Regions from separate parts of the Arachis hypogaea genome. Here region 2 is linked to region 1. A link is a contact called in public Hi-C data. All regions are on one chromosome and are shown on one strand. Each heading gives the region's core, a stretch centred on a gene start, on an enhancer-like site or on the middle of the called end of the contact. The rest is flanking DNA. Distances are from core to core; before and after follow the strand shown. Region 1 holds the start of LOC112802770. Region 2 holds the start of LOC112802786.

Region 1 (4,094 bases), core at 472-2,971:
CAATCTAGGGCACAGTGAAAACTTTTTTGCCCAGACAAAATTGTCCCAAATTCCATATTGCACCCTAGATGATATTACAACTGCTTCAAGGTACAAAATATATTGCAAATCATAACATCGTGCAAATATAAGCAAAGCATATACTTCTCTGTTAACCTACCCAGTTCATTCCTTATTACCTACCTATTTGGCTAATTGGCCTTTTTCTTATTATGGGTGTCCTGCATCTTCTGTTGGGAAAAACAGATACATATTTTGCTTGAATGAGTGTGATTATTCCTATGGTTGGGTGTGGCTGGTATTTTAGGTCATTCCAAATATATCTGCAGTTTATCTGACAAAAGTATTAATCTGGATATCGTTTGTGTGTTTCATCCCTAATTTGAACTAAAACTATAATGGGACCTAAAATTTTGCACCTCCAGTCTTGTTTCATATAAGAAATGAGAAATTATCATTTTTGTAAGTCCAAAAATTGCTATTAAATGTTTACTTTTGCTGCTCTAGCATGAAGCTTCCTTTTCTCCATACATGGGTGAATATCTTGCAGCATTTTATAATAAAACCTACATACTAGAGATCATTGTTTTTCTTAACCATGGAGAAGTTCTCAGAAAATCTAAGAAAAAGAGAAGTCAGGGTAATAGGTAACACTTTCCCACCATCAAAGCAACAAATTTCAATAGGAACTGATATTTAAAATTTGGAATTCGCAATTGCATTTGATTGCCGGAATAAAAAACCCAACAAAGCAAAATAGATAAGTAAATAACCAATTAGGAGGATCCATAATTTCTCATAACAAATAATACCACTTGCGACAAATCTAAAACTACAAAAGAGTTTCAACTTTCAACCTAAACTATGAAGTCATTAACTTTAAAAAGCAGATTCATACTAACACAACAGCTTGCGACTTCTCAATTAAAATCTTCACAGAAAACCTAATTCATGTTCAATCCCAAATTTCGAGTACGCGTAACGAAACCCTAGACCCTCTTTTCAATCCACACGATTACTCAACATATCACACAAAATTCAGAATTGAATACAAGAGAAATTAATTTCCGGGGCGGGGGGAGGAATCGTACCTGGGCTTGAGGGTGGTGTGGGAAGCGATGTCCCTGGAAGAGTATTTCTGTGAGGGACCGAAAATTCGGGTACCTCCTTGTTCGTTGCCACCCTTCGCCGGAGCCCATGTAGGTCGCGCTGCCGTCGTCATTTGTGGTTCTTTCTTGGATCAACGAGCTTCCTGAGACGGAGTTTTAAGGTCGTCGCTGCTTCTGATGCACGGATTTGGTTTTGTACAGTAACCGCCAGAAGATGATGCGGATGACGGAAGAGGAAGAGTAAAAAGGACAAACGAGAGGAAGGAAGAGGAATAAATACTTAAATAGTGCTATGGGATGAGAATGAGAAAGTTTTATGGGCTCTTCAGATGTATTGGTCATTTTATATTCGGCTTGGGATGAGACGGAATTTGGTCCTACCGATCTTGATCTGATTGGGCTTCACGCATTGAGATGGTTTACGACCAGTAAAATCAAACTTCATTACTTCACCAAAAACAAAAAGAAAACACTTGCAACACAACCAATACAAAAAGAAAAAAAAAAAACCCTCCCACGCTAAAAATATATGGCAATTGCCGGGAGACCAAAAAAAAAGCTGCGACTAGGATCCCTCATAAAAATAGTTAAGTCGAACAAGTAAAATCACAACTCGTAGAGAAGTGAGTCAGTTCAACTCATATAACTCACAAGTAAAGATTTTGAGTCGAGCGAGCACAATTTGTCTTTTTCTGACTCGTTTTTCTTTTTTTGTTCTTTTTTAGTATGTAAAGTTTCTTTTAAATTACAAAATCTCTTTTACTTGTATGGATAAAAAATAAAAAATTACAAAATTATGATGTAATTTTGTTTTACAAAATAAATAAAAAAAATAAAAAAAGAGTTAAATGGACCGACTTATCTAACTCATTCACTCAGACGAGTCGAGTTTAAAATTTTCTTAACTCGTTTAAAATACGGGACAATTCGTTTTTCTAATTCTTGCTCATCACAGGTAATGAATCGGCGAAAACTTGTCCACTCGTTTGTTTATTTGACATCTTTAATTGTTTTAAAATTCTTTTAAAATTAGAGTGAATTATCTTTTCTCTTGCATATTATATAAAAAATCTATTTGGTACGTCTTTAATACACAAAATAATCATACATTTAATTAATTTACACGGTTTAAATTTGATAAAAAGAATTTTTTAAAACCTGACCTAAATTAAATATATTCTAAAATGTGATTCACATGTTTTATAGTTTTAGAAAAATATAAATGATGCAATAATTATCTAGAATTTAATTTAAACATGATATTCTATATTTAAATAAAATATATAAAATAAATTATTTTATATTTTTATGTATTAAATATGCATACAATTAGATTTATTATGTGATAGTATATAAAAAAGGATAATTTAAAAAACTACTAGAGCAATTCCCATAAAAATATAATTAAACTCTCAAATTCACACGCCCAAAATTATTTCTTGAGCATTTTAATTAGGCATATTAGTCGCAATAATTAAAAATTAGTCTCATATTTTTAAACGGGTAAATATTTAACTTCATCTTTGAAATATCACCTTTTGACTTAAGTTGATGTCAAAGGACTTGAATAAATAAGTTAAAATTGAAAAATAAAAAAGAAAGGATAAATTCTGATCTTAAAAGGAAGTGTATAAGATAACATTTATAAATATTTAGAAGAAGCTATTAATGCTCCTTTTTAAAAAAGTAAAGAGTAAAGTGATAAATAAGTTCTGAAAGGATTTACATTTCGGACAAATTAGTTTCTAAAAACAAAAATAACAAATAGATGCTCAAAGATGACACATAGTGAACAAGTTAAATTCTTCCGTTGATTGATAATGTCAAATTAACAATGATGCTAATATGTAACGTTAAATATAGTAACTAAGTTCAAGATTGAAATTACACCACATCTTGAGGATAATTTAGTCCTTCTCTTGACTCAATTAAAAGCTTATCTCACGTTGAAAATGAACAGCACTAAAAACTCAACAAGCACGAAATAACAAATGGAAGGAAACGATGGAAGTGACTTGAGTAGTAGGGGAGATGCATATCATATCGAAGAGGTTCTAGCCACAAGTATGCTCCCAACTGTAACTCCCAATTGTATGCAATAATATATAAGTTCCAAACAATGGAAAATTTTAACCGGTTGTTCTTGGGATGTCCAAACTTTAGGATAATTGTTGCTTTCATTTGACAAACATTATCATCTACACTACTCTTCTTCTTAGCATCCTTTTTTATAGCACCTTTGTTGCCAATACCCAAATCCTCAAATCTCACATTTGATTCCTTCATTTTTGATCTAGTGACCGTTCATTTTGGATACACCTTTCTCACTTTTGCTGTATGATCATTTACATCAATATCATCATTTTCTAATCTAAGTGGTAGGGGCTTGTATGGCTCATCTTCTTCTTTCATACCTATCATCATCAATAACATCTTCTGATACAAGAGGGTTACTAGATTCATCACATGCAATAACATCTTCACCATCAAGTATAATGTGTTCATAGAAAATGTAAAACTCATTATCATCCTTATTTGTCATCTTATCCTCCCTTGACTCATTAATCTCAGCATGTCCTTCTATTGGATGCAATCAAAATTTAAAATTAATTGCATTGGGTCAAACCACAAAATTGACTTGTAATCATGGTATCTCAAACTCTTGAACAATGCTTTAAAATTAAAGAAGTTTAAATGGTCTAAATCAAAGAACTTCACAACATTGCCTTTCTTAACAAACTCACCCTATGGTGAAATATAGGAACAAGAAAGAACAAAGAAAAAATTAGAGTTTATATTAACTCACTTCCAAAACAAGTAACTAAAAACATTAAAAAAATTCATACACCTAAAAAGTGAAGACATATACAATAATTTAATAGTTTATACAGAGTTTTCAACCATAAAAAAATCATCACTTGCTTACACACTTTTAAACAAGCACAAAAAAATTTTAAAACTATTGGAACCATACAAAAAAAAAAA
Region 2 (4,039 bases), core at 324-2,823, 130 kb after region 1:
TTTACACAGCATTGAATTTCTAAGCTTGTCGTAGTAGACATACCAAGAGCATTTATCATTTAAAAGAGCTTCACACAAAATTGCCAAATGCATAACATTAAATACATGGTCAATATGTGATCACCTGTTAAACTTCTTGTTCCCATACACATCTCTATCGCTGCGGCGCTCACTATGGCTGCTGCTGCTGCGGCCCTTCTCCCCGGTCAACGCCCTCTCCCGCTCCTTCTCGTGCTTCTCCCTCTTCAACCTCTCTTCCCTCAACTCCTCCAAAGTCTTCCTCCCATTCTTCTTCTTGTTCTCATTCTTCACTTCCCCATCACCATCATCCCCATCGCCCTTCTTATCGTCGCCATTACGCTTCTCAAGATACCAAGGCATCTTCACACCCTTCCCTGCTACCCCATACCCTAACCTATACTTCTCATCCTCGGGACCCACCACCACCCCCGAGGACTTTCCTTCTTCTTTCTTCATCCTCTTCTCCTTCTTCCACCCTTCCCTTTCCCCTAACAACTCCTTCCTCTTCTCGGTTTCTCGTACAGGATCGAAAATCTTAATTCCCTCGAACAAGTTAATGTGTCTGTTGTCACCCGAATTCTTCAATTCCGGTTCTTCTTCTTCTTCCTCCTCCTTCTCTTCCTCTGCCTTGGCCTTAACGAGAGGAGCCAAACCCTTGGCGGTGCGGAGGCGCTCGAGGCGGAGCTCGGCGTCGCGCTTTCTGACCTCATCGCGCTTGATCTGCTCGTCTCTGGCGGCTTGCTCCTCGTCGCGGCGGACCTTTTCCCTGTTCTCGTAGTTGTAGACGTTCCACCGCTTCTGCGGGAGAATGTTGAGGCCGCCATGGCCTCCCATTTTCGGTGGCTTAACGATTTAGCTTGCCAAGGTTGCAGATTATTGGGTGTAAAATTTGTAATATCGATGAACTATGAGCTTGATGATAGGCCTCTTTCGATTTTCCCAGCGAGAGATACGATATTGATAACAAATTTGCAATACTTTGTTGTGAATTTAGTTTGGAACACGTTGTGTGTCAGCGGGTGTAATTGGGAATTCTGAAAACCCTAAGACGATACTGTAAGGGGCTAAATAGTGATAGTACAAAGTAACCTATGCCAAATCAATATGATCCTTCTTCTCTGTCTTCAATTTGTGTCGCCTCTCCATGTGGCTTCCTGCAACCTAGGAGATGGAAGGTGAAAAAAAATTCAACGCCGGAAGAACAAGAACAAAAAAATTAAGAACTTAATTAAGCAAATTAACAAACGAATACAACGCAGCAAGAACACAGCAAAGAGAGGACTCACCTACGAGAATTTCGGCGAGAACGGAGAGAAACAAAGCAACACAGAAAGACCGCGAGAAGCACCGTAATAGGCAAGAACTACGCGCATCACGGCGAGGAGGGTAAGAAGTTGCTTGGCCAACACGGACAGAAGGGGACGGCAACTATAGAGTTGGGGGATGATGGCTTGGGTCTCTTTGGTGTTTGTTTTCTCTTATTTAGTTGTTTCTGAGTTTGAATTGTTTGATGCTGAAAAGTGAAGGAGCAAAGAGGAAATTAGGGTATATATTGTTTTCCTTTTTTATTTTGGGTTGTTTTAAAGGATTAATTTTCATGTACAAGCCTTTTCACTATACAAGCCATACAAGTCCTAAAAATTTTTAATCCCTAAAATGCATCTCTTATGACATGTATGTTTCACGCACTTCCTTAACAGATTTTTTAATCAATCAACGCACAAATATATAACTTTCTTTTTTTAAAAGATTTCGTTTTCTTTTTTGAATTCCTTCTGTAATCTCTTTCGTGCGTTTCTCTCTTTCTTCTCCTTCGCCGTTTACGTAAGTTTCTCTTTCTGTTCTCTTTCTTCTTTTTTTGTTTCCATTGTTTCTGAAATTAAGCTCTGAAATCGTTTTGAAAATAATGGATGATTCAACTTCAGATTATCAGCTCTATATACTATTTGGAGATGATGATAATAGATTAAAAATTTGAAATTCAAAAAAACTTAAAAGAGAGTTTGTCGGAGGTTAGGGAAACTCTATAAAATTTATAGAGCTTGCCGGAGAATTAGGCGAACTTGCTAAATTTTATAGAGTTCGTCGGGTCTGGTGAACTTGCTTAAATGCCCAAAAAAAAATTGGAAATTAAAGTCTAAAAATCATGTTTAGGGAAATATAAATTTTTTTTATTTTATTATTGAAAAAATTTCTGTTTTAGGCTTTAGGTTTTAGGTTTTTTTTAAAAAAAAAAAAACTAAATAATTTTGGTTCAACTCTGTTTTTTAAAATAGGCATTTTTGTATATCAACAAATCAAATTAGCTACTGATTTTAAGTTCAATTAGTTCAACCGGCCGGTTCAATCCAATTTTGAGAACATTGATAGAATGTAAACAAAACCATCACCAAAAGATCGCACTCCCTCCTAATTTTATATCAAAAGAATAAACTATTATTTTTAATCGTAAATATTGAGTTAAGTCTAAAAGTGATTCTTAAAAATTTTGTATCAAAAAAGTTTGAGATTTCAATTGCACCATAAATATTCCTAAAATTAAAAATATGGTAGATACTACTATGAAGACTTTATAATTGTCTTCATATGAAAATGTTTGCTTTTAACTCTTAGATAATAGATTGTATGGTTAAATTTTGATATGTTATAAAAGTATTGTCTTTGTTTAAAATTTAGCTAAATAAATAAGTCACATTTTTTAACAAAACATCTTCATAAAAAAGATATTTTTGCCATCTTTACTTGAGTAATTGCCTGAAAATATTACACCACGTTAATTCCTCACTCTCTTTCTATCGAATTATTAGTCACACTGCGAGTGACGCGACATATACCATTCCACGCTAGACTAGACGAAATGACGTCATTTTAGTTTTGACACCAAATGCTTGATGAAACGACATCGTTTAACCTTATTAATCATACATTTTTTCGTGGGACATAAGACATTTTGTTGAAACGATATCGTTTAACCCTAATAAACAACAAAATATCTTATGTCCCACGAAAAAATGTATGATTAGTAAGGTTAAACGATGTCGTTTCATCAACCATTTAGCAGCAAAAATAAAGTGACATCTTCTCTTCGTACATTAAAGAGATGTATTAAGTCACTCATAGTGTAAAGAGTAATTAGACAGAAAGAGGTGTAGACCAACATGGTACAATTTTTCAATCTTGAAGATCTTTATAGTGTATTTGGAACCTTGGAAATCTCTTCGATACAAACAGCCAATTTCAGAGACTTCTTTAAAGTTTAACTCCACAAAAATTCAAACGTAAAAAATATACCTATAAATGAACGAAACTAACTTTATACAAAACCTACCAAACTATATAGGCGTTAATTTCCTTCGTGAGTAAATTTATAAGCGTTTTAATTTTTTTTGGATAAAAATGATAGTTTACTTTGGAAAGATAGAAAGACATGTATACGTTTCCATTTAAAAACAGATACATGATTATGTTTCTAAGGATACAAAATTAATGTATTTTCTATATATATCTTTTAATCTTTACATTTGCATTATGTCCCTTAAACCTCACACATTCTTCAAAGTGAAGCTCAAATTCTTCCAGGACAAACTGAGCGAGTGTCTCAACCATCAAAAAATGAAGTCACTAAGTTGCCTAGGTTTACCTCTTCGACCGTCATTTTTAAAAATATATGCATTAACTTCCACATCTGCATTCAAACAATTCATCCTGTGCCTGATCCATGATAAAGTAATGTTAGGTGAAAGGAACAAAAAAAAAAAAAATAGTGGATGTAGAAAACAAGATGGAAGTGCTCAACAGACGCACTTTCACCTAGGTTTCAAATTGGGCAATTTAACTAAATAAAATGTTTGGAAACCAATATTACTCAAATGTTCTAATTTGAATCAGGTTACATCTTTTACGAATTACTAATTCGCTAGACTACGAAAAAGAACATAATTTGCTAGATGCAGAAATGAATTAGGAGGATATTCTGCCACAAGCTAATTCGTTGAAGGATGCAACGAATTACTTGGAG

Evidence for each region. A called contact is a pair of places that touch in the nucleus more often than the background predicts.
Region 2: a Hi-C map of leaf shows a contact between it and region 1, with 5 times the contacts expected there. The contact joins the promoter of LOC112802786 here to the promoter of LOC112802770 in region 1. A contact is called at or near these places in 2 of 8 Hi-C or Micro-C datasets (both in leaf).

What each region holds. Positions count from the first base shown.
Region 1 is chr1:39,600,793-39,604,886 of arahy.Tifrunner.gnm2.J5K5, forward strand. It overlaps LOC112802770, which reads right to left and starts at 1,722. Exons shown (of 7, transcript XM_025846113.2): 1 at 1,092-1,722. The coding sequence starts at 1,222.
Region 2 is chr1:39,729,286-39,733,324 of arahy.Tifrunner.gnm2.J5K5, forward strand. It overlaps LOC112802786, which reads right to left and starts at 1,574. Exons shown (of 3, transcript XM_025846136.3): 1 at 1,308-1,574; 2 at 125-1,182. The coding sequence starts at 855. LOC112802799 reads right to left here. Exons shown (of 15, transcript XR_011862801.1): 15 at 3,425-3,994.